Regions from separate parts of the Zea mays genome. Here regions 1 and 3 are each linked to region 2. Evidence: chromatin contacts called from public Hi-C data. All regions are on one chromosome and are shown on one strand. Each heading gives the region's core, a stretch centred on a gene start, on an enhancer-like site or on the middle of the called end of the contact. The rest is flanking DNA. Distances are from core to core; before and after follow the strand shown. Region 1 holds the start of LOC100283314 (VQ motif family protein). Region 2 holds the start of LOC103640187 (cation-transporting ATPase HMA5). Region 3 holds the start of LOC100284599 (zinc-binding protein).

Region 1 (3,947 bases), core at 157-2,656, 480 kb after region 2:
AAAATGACGGTCAAATTTTCTACTATTGAGCGTGGGTTTAACTCTGACGGATCTAGAATGTCACATGCCAACGGTGTTTTTTTTTTGAAGTGGTCTAAGAGTTGATAGATTTTATATGTATCCACGATGGCTTTGCCAATCTAAAAAATCTGACGATTCAGTCTATCGGGGTTAATATGCACAAATGTATGTTAGGGCTATATATTCTTTTAGTAAATGGATATCAAGCTCACAATAAGCTGGTCTATTAAGGGCTTGTTTGATTAGCTCTCAATCTATATAGATTGAGTGAGTTTAAATATCAAGTAAGTCAAAAATTTTCTTAATTTTTTTCCAATTCTATTTAATCTATGTGTAATAAGAATAACCGAACAAGACATAAATAGATCTGATTTAGAGCTGTGCAGTGCAGCTAATCTTTATCCTAACTAGGTGGACGTGGATCCAAGCACATCCACCAAGCGGGTCAGTATCGCTACGACAGCTGGGCGATCATGGAATTAGAAAGTTCAACGCCACGAGCGCACCCCACAGCGCGCGGCAAGTGTCCATCGACCGGGGTAATAATGTTTATTAGAGGAGCATGAGACCCGTCGACCGGGGTAATGTAAACACGATCTCCGAGGTGGATCCTGAGAGCGACATGTCCATCGGCCGGTCTCCCCAGAAATGGCATGTGCTGAATTCACCGTCGCCGCTCGATTCTTCCAACCGGACGGACACACACCGACGGAATCGCCGGCGTCCGCCTCCATCCTCCGGCAGTGCGTTGCGTTGCGTTGCGTGGCCCTCAATCTCTTCCGTGGCTTCCGCTGAAGCTTCGTTAACTGCAGGTGCAGCACAAGCTTAGTGCTGGGTTGATCGGATCCGCCGCCGGCTGCCCGCCTCCACATGCTGCGGCTGCGCGGGAGAAAAGACCAGCGTCGCGCGCACGCACGCACGCGAACCGGACGGCCGCATGGGTATTGGGTGGGATGCAATGCGACGCCATGCGGCAGCCGAAATCCCCATCCAGAATCAAGACGCATCGACGTGCTGCAGAGCGACGTGACAGCCCGATGGAGCTGCGGGCCCGGCTGGCTGCCAACCCCGAGCCGAGCACCCGGCGACGACGACGACGCCGCGGCGGTCCCGGAAGGCCGCAGCACAGTGGCGCGGGCCCCACGTGCCCGCTGGTGTGTGGGCCGCCAGTCCACCACCTGTCCCGCGCGCGGGGGAGCGGAGCGGATCAGCGACGCTTCTCGGAAGGTGGGGGGAGCAGATGGGCTACGCTAGGCAGGACCGCGACACGTTGGCCAATCTCGGGCGTTGGCTAGAGGAGCACGTCGATCCGACGGATGGCACAGCCTGGTGGACCGCTGGCTGGGTCACTATAAATGGCCAGGCCCCGCGGCCGTGTCCAACTCCTCTTCCGACACACACACTCGTCGACGAACGACGACGACGAGCACGAGCACGAGCAGCGCCTGACGCTCGGCTCCGACCCGCGCGCGTCGATGGCGATGAGTGACACAGGCTCGAGCTTCGCGCAGTGGGCCGCGCTCTACCACCACCACCACCACGACGCCGGGCCGGTCCTGCTGCCCCCCGACGACGACGCCGGCACCACCGCTGCGGCCGCCGCCGTAGCGAGCCCGACGTCGGGCGGGTCCAGCGGAGGAAGCCCCACCAAGGCCGGGGCCCATCTGCTGCACGGGGTAGAGGGGCCGCGGATCGGGAAGCCGGCGGCGCGGCGGCGGTCCCGCGCGTCGCGGCGCGCGCCCGTGACGCTGCTGAACACGGACACGGCCAACTTCCGTGCCATGGTGCAGCAGTTCACGGGCATCCCCGCGCCCCCCGCGGGGGCGTTCGGGGCCCCGGTCATCAACTTCGCCGCCGACTACGGCTTCCCGCCGTCCTCGGCCGCCGTCATGTCCTTCGACCACCAGCTGCACCGGAGCCAGCACCCCGCGCCGCTCCAGGAGCAGCTCCGCAGGCAGCAGCAGCAGCAGCAGTACGCCGGCGCGGCGTCGCCATTCGGCTATAGCAACGGCGGCGGCGGCGGCCTGCTGCAAGACGGCGGCGACGTCTTCGCCCCCGCCGCCTCCCACGGGTTCGCCGCGTCGGCGGAGGAGAGGATGTTCCTGCAGAGCATCCAGGCGGCCCAGATGCCGCACATGCCCGCCGCTAACACTAGCACTAATGGCTTCTTTGCTTGACCAAGGCTCGACGGGCATCCACGCCACGTGCATGGAATGGAAGCTTGGGAAGGGGAAGCGAAGATTAGCAGCAGCCAAAAAAAAAAGGGTAATCAGAGTCAGTTAAGTTTCTCCTGGTTGTGTGTAGTTAGTTTGCTCCTCCGCTTGCTTAATTCGCGCAGCCTTGTTTCTCCGCTGGCTGCAGAGACGATGTAAATATCTTGTGTTTCTGATGATGTGGTAGTCTGTGTCCTAGCAGCAGCTCATCTAGTCACTTTCACGGAGGTTAATTGCCTGCTACTACTCAGCTCCGATCCTCCGAGATTTAAACGTAGCTTTCGTACGTGTGTCGATCCTTCGGTGTGACGATGTCGATCCTTCGGTGGCGGCGAGGCGAACATATCTACGTCTTGATTGCGCTCGGTTGCCCGGGTCCGGAAGCAAAGGCCGTGGCGGCCGCCACACCCATGGATCACATGTTGTTTTCGCGCGCGTTTCCATTCCATCCGCTGCGCCGTCGTGTTCCTGAGCCGCAGGGGCCCGCGGGGACCCGAGGTGCAAGTGCAACGCACCTCGCAGGCGTGACGTGCGGCTGACCCGAGCGAGGTCAAGGTCAGAGATGTCATGCTGAGGGTTTGTTGCGACACCAGTTAACTAGCATAGTTCGATCTGGATTATGGACTGTGAGAGGTCTGAAACTCTGTGATATGATATCAGCAGGGTTGGTTTGGTTCGTTTCTTACGGTGTTTCTATAATTTCTATGGACTTTGATCAGCTAGAATTATTTCGGATACAATCCCACGCAAACGAAAAAGGCATTCACGTTCTAAGGACATGTCTAACAATAACGTGCATATGGACGTGTTGTTGGCTTCGATCTGGTACCAAACACTAGAATAGAATAAACTATATGGTCGTGATCTCTGCGAGGACGAGAACGGTCCGCGACCTCGTTGTAGGAGCGACTTCTCCATGTGTGCTTGTCGGGCGGTCTGCGCTCTAGCTAGGACGGTTCACGCGTGCACAAAGGTCTTCTTCTCCGCGAAGAAACTGAATCTCGCCTCTCGTGATAGCTCCCATCGGGGAGGAGAAATCCTAGGGTTGTCTTGAGGTCAACAGGCCATCCAAAACGTCTCTAGACAACGTCGAGCCGAAGATGTTGGGGCGAAGGCAAAGACGCCACCCTTCGCTCGAGGCCTTCGCTGCAGTCGCTGGTCTGACAGAGACAAAACGGGCAGAGACACCCTTCGCTCGATTCGGCACCAGACGAAGGCCTGCGACGGCGTCATCCCGCAGTGCGGCCTCGTCCAGCTCAGAGGCCCACGTGTGATCCGACCCATTGTGACGGGCCATGCGTGGCCGCCGCGTGTTACGGGCCTAATTTGTAAAGGCATCCCTGTAATTACAGTCTGTAACCCTGCTTTATGGGAATATTCTGGGATAACCTAGTTAGCTGAGGGCACATGCGTCCTTAGCTCAAGGCGCTGGGCACTCAGGTACCTATAAATACCCCCGCACAGTGCCCGTGGGAGGCCAGATTAACAGAGCTATTGCCATCTAGCGCGTAACCCTGTTAACGTCACTGTTCACCCTTGTTGGCTCCCCTTGCGAGTGAGAGCAAGTTCCAACATTTGGCGCCCACCGTTCGTGCTACGAGAAAACCACCCGCGATGGCACCCAAGAGAGCTAACCCGAAGGCTGACGAGGCTGCGAAGGCAGCACTGCTTGCCGCAAGAAAGGGCAAGGCCCTCGCCCTCACCCAATCCACC
Region 2 (3,932 bases), core at 1,241-3,740:
TACACAATTGGCACATGTCATTCCCCCTATCCTGAATTGTGCTGATAAAGTCTTCTGTGATTTAGGCTGAGAGACAGCAGATTCAGGGATAATTTCTGCTTCAAATCCAGCATCTTCTATCGCTTCAATTATATCCTCTACCTGAAAATGTAAGTCACCAGAAATAAAGATGTGTTTATTGAAGTGACCAAAATAAGCTAATTGATTGGATGTGAAACCAAACACCTCTCAGGAGTTAGTCATATAAACTGGAGAAGGCTTTAGTATATGTGGATGTGGAAGAACATGCATGCAGATCACATCACATGCATTGTTAGGTGTCTTGCCATTTAGCTCAAACGCGATGCAGTAGGACTCAAAAGTGAAAATATGTGAGCCAAGTAAACATATTGGACATCATTATTAAAATAAAACTAGCATAGTGGCATAGTTTAATAGATTATGTACATCTATTATTTTCCACAGGAATAATGAACTTCATGGCTAAAATGGCTTCTCTGTTAACAAAGACTGAAAATGTAGATCTCCTGTTGACACATAGTGAAACAAAGTACATAACAATGTGTAAGCTACCGTACATAACTGGAGTATTGGACATCATAGAAGATTGCATGCTAATATAATATATTAGCTTTTAGTTCCCAAGTAATGGTGTGTTTTTGAGAAGTTAGTAACTATGCCAGGAGTGGTCCTACAAGAATGTACAAGATTGCTTAGGTCCATAGCTTAGGAGGTGTTTGTTTGGGATTATAATTTGCCTAGATTATGTAATCTCATTAAAGTTCAAAATAAATGAGATTATATAATCTAGGCAAATTATAATCCCAAACAAACACATCCTTAGGCCCTGTTTGGTTCCATTAGTACTAAAACTAAAGTTGGAACTAAACTTTAGTCCTTACCCTGTTTGGTTGTAAGGACTAAATAAATTCTAAATATATTAAATGCAACACATAAAGACTCAAATACTTTTTTTCTTATTTCACGCCGGTTTTCTAGGCAAGGGCAATTAGAATAAATGTTGTCTTTTAGTCCTTTTTAGCAAACCCATGTGAGGGACTAGAAACTAAAGTCAATTAGTCCTTCCGATCTGGCAAAATAGGGATTAAAAAACAGGAACTAAAGATAAGTCCCTCTAACCAAATGGCCTTAGTAGCTATTCGTCCACAATACCATATTTAGCGTGCCACAACAGAATGGTGCACGAAACACACTCAGCTTCGCTGTTATCGTAGCAAAGTAAAATCTCGCCCCTTCTCTTTTGTGTAACTTTCCTGAACTGAAAGTTGAGTTCAGCATTTCTTTCCCCATGAAAGACATAATCAGCAGCTCGTTAGCTCAACTACCAATCCAAAGTGATTGTAGTACACCAAGAGCCCCATTTCCCCTGGTACCATGACTGCTTCAGCGCGTGCCAGCTTTGAGCTTTCGATGCCCACGATGCACAGGCGATCGACAATCACGAGCTTCCAACGAAGGTACAGCTCACCAAATCACGAAAGCCAAAAGGAGCAAAAACTTTTAGCATCGTAATAGCCAATCTTATAACTCCTGATTTCTCAGAGTTTATACAGCATTTACTCCACCAACCAAATCAGAGGTCGATGAAACAATACCACCCAAGCGAGTTTTGTACAAGGCAAGGCACTCTCAATTCAAGCAAAAAAAAAACGCCCATATGCAATTCACTCAATAGCACGAAGCAAGTGCTCGACACACACGCGATTCAGTTTCGTATTCTGACACGCAAAAACGCAGACGCAGTCCAACCATCGTCAAACACGAACAAGTTACCCGGAAAAAACGCAGACAATTCAAAACAAAAATACCACCACGCAAGCGTACGGGAGAGCTCCCAACTTCCCACGGAACCGCACGAGCCTCGCGTCCACTCAACGGTTGCGAGTACGCAAGGATCGCATCGCCCGTCGAAATACGCCACACCAAAGCGAGGAGAGGAGCACCGGTAAGCACCTTGGCCAGCGCGGGATCGAACATGACGTGGGCGCGGTTCTGGAGCAACGACACGGCGACGCGCCTCACTCCGCGGCGCGCGGAGACGGCGGCCTCGACGGCGCTGGTGCAGGCGGAGCACGTCATGCCGGTGACGCGCACGTGCGCCTCCGCAGCCTCGGCGCCCGATGCACCCGGCAGCGGCAGCCCCATCTCCTCGTCGTACGAGTCGAGCAGCGCGACGTCCTCCATCTCGTCGCCGCGCCCGCCCGCGGCGGCCGGCCGGGCGCCGGCGACCGCTGAGAGCTGCAGGTGGGCCATGCCCGTCAGACGCAGGGGGTGGAGCAGCGGGGTAGGAATATTTGGTGGGAGGCGAATTGCGAGGAGCCGAGGAGGGGCTAGTTTATATATGTAACCGGGAAAACAGGCGGCGGTCGTGGGCCAAATTGCGGTGGTTTGCAGAGCACGCGGGTCTTTGTAGATATGTGTATGCGCTTTTGGATTCCCTCCATACTCTTAGTAATATAAAATCAGTTCTAAATCTTAAATTTCTATAGCAGAGCTTTATAGTTTAAGAGTAAGCTTCCTTTTTCTTCTTTTAAAAAATATTGATTTGGATTTTTCTCCAACTTTTAAAGCTAACGTTTAAAAGTGTAAATCTAAATAAACCCTCATTACTCTTTACTTTTATACATTTTATACATTGGTATCTTCGTAGATTTATGTGGGAGAGGCAACTTTCCCATTTGATCTCTTCCTTTTTTACTTTTCAGGTATCTAAGACGGCTTATCTCTTTCGTCTGACTTGGTTTCATGTCTGACGGGTTTGTGGAATTCAGACGTCAGCATTGCAAAGCACTCTTCCATGTCAACCTAGAATTCTAGGTGCAGCTGCATAATTGTATATTAGTTAGACGTATGTGCATTGCTACGATAAACCTTATTTACATATATTTTTTGTTTTTTTATAAAATATGTATGTTTTATTAGTTAGGTAGATGTGGATATGGAGCCAACTAAAAGGTTTAAACCTCCACTTATGCATAAGATCACGGTTTTGGTATAGCTCATGAGCCCAAGTGGATAATGGTAATTTTGTCTGTTTTAGGCAAAAACACAGTCTTGATCTAGCTCACGTGGATGGTAATAGTTGTGTGTTTGAAGCAAAAGCAGAGCTTCGGTCTAGCTCACGTGGATAATGATACCTGACAAGATCATTTCTATTTTAAGGTTAGTTTGTGAGCCCTTTTTTCCAAGGTTTTTCATTTTCTAAGGGAAATTAGTTTATTTTCTCTTAAGGCTAGTTTAGAAACTCAAATCTCTTTTAAAATTGAAGGGATTGGAAAGAAAATTAGTTCATTTTCACATCAATCTTCTCCAATCCCGAAGGGGATTTGAAGTTTACAAAGTAGCCCTTAGGACTGATTTGGTGACCAAGAATCATAGGGGAATTAGAGGGATTGAAGGGGGAATTAGTTTATTTCCCCCTCAATCTCCTTCAATCCTCCCGTGATCTCATTGTCACCAAATTAAATAGGATTCTTTTGGGAAAATAGTTTCTTGTTGATTTTTTTTTCATTTCTTATTTTTTAAAAGAAATAAACGGTGTTGGACAATTTACGTGGGAAAGCGAGCGCGGTGGTTAAGAAGAAACATGTTGTCTGTTTTGTGTGTTGTTTAGAATTTTGAAGCGTGGCTATCCATGTGGAGCGGAGGGAGAAGTTGAGCTAAACCAGCTTTCCACCGGTAGGTCGTCAGCGAAACAGCTATACATATACGTTTTTTTATTTAGCCTTGCTTCGACCAGATTCATGCGAAAAGTGAGACCCTGACTTCAAAGTCCATACACTCGATCTATTATAAAAGAGAGAGAGAGATGCAAAATCGCAGCACAGTTCCTTACAAATAACGCGAAATCTGAAGAATATAAAATACCCCGTCTTATAGTGGCCATATTATGTTAGTATATGTGGGTAGTG
Region 3 (4,014 bases), core at 1,293-3,792, 280 kb after region 2:
CGGGAGACCAAGAGGGCGCCTCCGTGCACTGTGGCCGCAGCGACCGAAACGCCCCTGTCCCCGGGGAAAATCCAGGCGTCGCCTCGAGGGCACAACGGTCAGGAAGCACCGCAGGCCGGATTATTTTAACCCCGCGGTAAAAACAAATAAACAGGCAAGGAACGGACGGGTGGTGGGCTGGTGCGAGAGTGGCAATGAGCGCCGGCTCGATCGCTGGGTTGGTCACTCGAAGAGAGAGAGAGAGGAGGGGGGGGGGGGGGGGGGGGGGGGAAGGGAGGGGCAGGCAGCACCGCAGCGGCAGGCACAGGCAAGCGGCCACGTCGACGACCTAACTGTGGCCTGAATGGATGAACAGTGGCACACCATCAAGGCCCGGGCTTGGACGGTAGCAGCAAGCACGCACGCTGCAGGCGGTCGAGCAGGGATCTCTACTGTTGGGAGGCGGCAACAGTATTGAGAGCGCGGCGGCCTTTCGTTTTATTTTTTTACCGTGGGTGCATGCACCTGGTAACTCTCCCCCCTCCTGGGTAGTAACAGTGTAACACCCACCATCCAGCCAGCGGTAGCTAGGCTAGGACTAGGACGCAGCGGCAGCAGGAACAGCAGCACTGGCACTGCGTTAGTGTTTACCCGGCCGGCGGGCAGCGGCCAGGAAGGACCATCCATTTATCAGCCAACCAGCGTCGTCCCGTCTGATCGTCTCCGCAGTGGGAGACTGAGAAGGAGGGAGAGAAGAGGGCTGAGTGAGTGAGTGAATGAGTGGTGACCGGTGAAGAAGGCGCTTGCTTTGCTATACATGGCAACACCATCCGGATAACCCTGCCCATTTGTGCCAGTGACGCTCGGTGGTTGGGGAATCATTCAGCTCAGCCACAAGGCTAAGAAGCACTGCAGAGCAGGTACTATACGTGTAGTACGTAGCAGCAGCGGGCAGCGAGCAGCGAGGGGGTCTACAGTGGGATCACTATTACCACCGTTAAAAAGCTAGGCAGGCTCGGCCGGACGGCGCCACCGGGGCTCGTCGTCGTGCATGCAAGGATCAGAGCGGCCGGCCGATCGGGGGGGGGGGGGGGGGGGGGGGGGGGGGGGGAGGATCGGAGGGGAGGGCGTGGAAAGGTCAAGGCGCCAGAGCGGGCGAGAAGGGGGCAGCACCGCAGCAGCCTTTGCAGGCGAGGCAACAAAAGGGGCCGGAGAGCGTGCACTGCAGGAGGAGGCCGCGCAGGTCCCAGGGGCAGACCCAAGGAGCGCATGCATCATGCATGCACGCGCCACACCAACCCACGGCTGGGCGGACGGAGGAATTCAGCCACAAGGACCCAGGCTCGTCGTGCGACCATGCTTGTTCGGGGAGTATGGCCAAGCCGCATCAGGGGTCGCCACTTTTCTTTTTTACCCTCCCCTCCTCTCTTCCCCAATCGAGCTCGGGGCTTTTACTTCTCCTGCCACTGCCCACTGCCACCAAGAGCAGCAACGACAGGCCGGGAGGGGGGGCACTGGCGCACGAGGAAAGAGGGAAAAAGAATCCGAAATCGCATGCAGTGAATTTCCCTGGTAGGCTGGTGGTACGGCGGCGATCCGTGAGGCCGGAACTCGCAATTCAAACTTGTGCTTGGTGTGTGTGTGGGGGCTGAGATTAACCAGAGGCGCACAGAAAACGACACGGGCGAGCGCGGCGTCCTAAGAGCGGCCGGGGACGTTAATTGCGTCGCCCGCGGCCTTGGGACTGTGCTAAACTGATGCTGCCGCAACGCAATTAAGCCCAACCGAAGCAGCCATGCCGTAATTACTACGCCCAAAGCTGAGCCTACACTAGCTAGGGGTGCTACTAGCACGGAGAAGGAAGGAAGAGGAGGCGAGCCGGCGAGGAGACGGATCCGGATCCCCTTTCCCTTTGAGAAGCAGCGACAGCAGGCAGCCAACCTAGCGGAGCTAGTAGTAGCTAGGAGGCAGCCAGCCAGCCACTCGGCCTAATCCGGTCGAGCAAGTACAAGCGTCCGTGACCCACGGAACACTGAAGAATTGAGCAACAAAGCTCACGTAGCACACTGTACGCCGGAGCTGAGCTAGCCGGCTCGAGGTCTGAAGAAGACGAGGACGAAGTTCCTAGGCGTCGTCTTCTTCCTCCCCGCCACCGTGCGATCGACAGGGTGCTGGCAGACGGTGTGTGTACCTGGAGGAGGAGGTGGTGGCGGTGCGCGGGGGCGCAGTGCGGGCAGATGCTGGCGCAGCAGCCCAGGCAGAAGATGTTCTTCTCGTTCTTCTTCCGGTCCTCGTGCGCCGCGCACCCCACGAAGAAGCTCTCCTCCACCAGCCCGCCCACCCACCCGGGCCTCATCCCCATCTCTATCTCGCCTCCGCAATTCCCTCGCTCCCAGATGCTTCTCCCGGCGGGCGGGCGAGCGATCCGTCCCCCGCTCCGGTCCTCCGTACGGAGCGGTGTCTGTACGTACGCGGGCCGGCCGGCCGGCCGGACGGGCAAGCGCACCGCGGCGAGTGAGTCGGTCTGGAGGAGATTATTGGCTAGATGGGAGTGGAGGAGGCGTACCCCGTTCCCCGCAGCGCGCTGCTATATATAGAGGCGAGGGGAGGAGAAGTGATAGCGATGGAGGGGGGGCATGGAGCCAAGCCGGAGTGGGGTGGCACGCGGCGTCGGAGGGCGTGGCACGGGACGGGACGGGGCTTACGGGAGCGAAGCGACGGAGGCAGCCATTTGGGGTTGGGTTTGGGTGGTCAAAGCTAGCGAACGAAGCACTTTGGGCCCGTCGCGTCGCGGTCGTCCAAGGCCCCGTCGTTTTCGCGCCGCTGGAGAGGGGCCTCTCTCTCTCTCTCTCCGCGGCCGCGATCTCCTTTTCGTACGTTCGTCACCAGGCGACTTCACCACCGGCCTTTCAGTTCACGCTGCGAAACGAAGGCAGCACTTGCAACGTCGAGCGCCGCAAGTACTGTTGCCACGGAGACGAAGCACGCAGGCACGCGTACGTTTCCTTATTCCAGATCAACAGGTTTTTGCAGGAGTCGGCAACCGTTTCTCGGCACGTAGCTGCTGCTCTAATTATTTTTATCTTTTCGTATTTAATAAAAACAAAAACAATGTTCGAAAACTTGTCTAACCGTCCTTCCAACTAGATCTTTAAATATTATTGTTATCTATTTATTTATTTTTCGCTAACTACAGTTAAAGAGTCGTGCTAGCTCTCCACAATACTTACAAATATAAATGTTATGTTAGAAGATAGAAGCGTATTTTTACTCAAATGACCCTCTCCATATGGCTCCAACTTCATATATTTCTGCAACGCCTGCTATTTTAGTGACAGCTCTACTCGAGCTATCAAGTGCTAGTGGCACCGGAGCGGTCTAGTGTACCACCAGACCATGCCATATGTGTCGCCATGTCATATAGCCGTTAGAACTCAAAGCTAGTTGTCAAGGATGTCCTTGGGACCAGGGGAGCACACTAGGGAAAAGCCTCTAGCAATTTGGGCCCGTCAGTCAACTGGAGGAGATAGAAAACGTCTACCCTGAAAGCAGTGGCGGATCCACGAGGGGGATTGGGTGGGCTCCACACACACCCCTGCGTCGGCAGCATACAAGTAGGAGGGAGTTAGGGAGAGGAAGAAAGAAGAGGAGAAAGAGAGAGGAAGCGAGAAGGAAGAAGGGAGAGGAAGGAATAAGAGGGGAAATGGAGATGAAGGAAGAAGAAAGTGAAGAGAAAAAAGAGGAAGAATATAAGGGGGGGAAAGAAGATAGTTAGCTTCTAGCCTCCTTGGCAAGGATCATGGATCCGCCATTGCCTGGAAGTACCCGCCCCCAAACGAACCCAGCGGCACCGAGTCCGGGGTCAGGCATGGCAGAACCAGATATGGGGTGTCGGGCGAACAGAAGGGAAACCACTCGAGTGGATCCATCGCCCGGTCCAAGACCGACCCACCATAAGTGATTGGTTGCATTAACTACGTTTGACACCAAGCTATGGCAAAGGTGTCGGTCCACCTCCCACTCATGGCCTACGAG

What was found. Hi-C and Micro-C count contacts between places; a contact is called where the count stands out from the background.
Region 1: a contact with region 2 is called in a Hi-C map of bundle sheath, with 8 times the contacts expected there. The contact joins the promoter of LOC100283314 here to the promoter of LOC103640187 in region 2. A contact is called at or near these places in 6 of 25 Hi-C or Micro-C datasets (bundle sheath, ear, endosperm and 3 more).
Region 3: a Hi-C map of ear shows a contact between it and region 2, with 3 times the contacts expected there. The contact joins the promoter of LOC100284599 here to the promoter of LOC103640187 in region 2. A contact is called at or near these places in 5 of 25 Hi-C or Micro-C datasets (bundle sheath, ear, leaf and 1 more).

What each region holds. Positions count from the first base shown.
Region 1 is chr9:115,060,216-115,064,162 of Zm-B73-REFERENCE-NAM-5.0, forward strand. LOC100283314 (VQ motif family protein) reads left to right here and starts at 1,407. Exons shown (of 1, transcript NM_001156216.2): 1 at 1,407-2,458. The coding sequence starts at 1,497. The coding sequence ends at 2,198. LOC103638876 (glycosyltransferase-like KOBITO 1) reads left to right here. Exons shown (of 7, transcript XM_035962844.1): 7 at 1-4.
Region 2 is chr9:114,583,343-114,587,274 of Zm-B73-REFERENCE-NAM-5.0, forward strand. LOC103640187 (cation-transporting ATPase HMA5) reads right to left here and starts at 2,491. Exons shown (of 9, transcript XM_020543877.2): 1 at 1,975-2,491; 2 at 1-141. The coding sequence starts at 2,274.
Region 3 is chr9:114,858,379-114,862,392 of Zm-B73-REFERENCE-NAM-5.0, forward strand. It overlaps LOC100284599 (zinc-binding protein), which reads right to left and starts at 2,543. Exons shown (of 4, transcript NM_001398978.1): 1 at 2,171-2,543. The coding sequence starts at 2,341.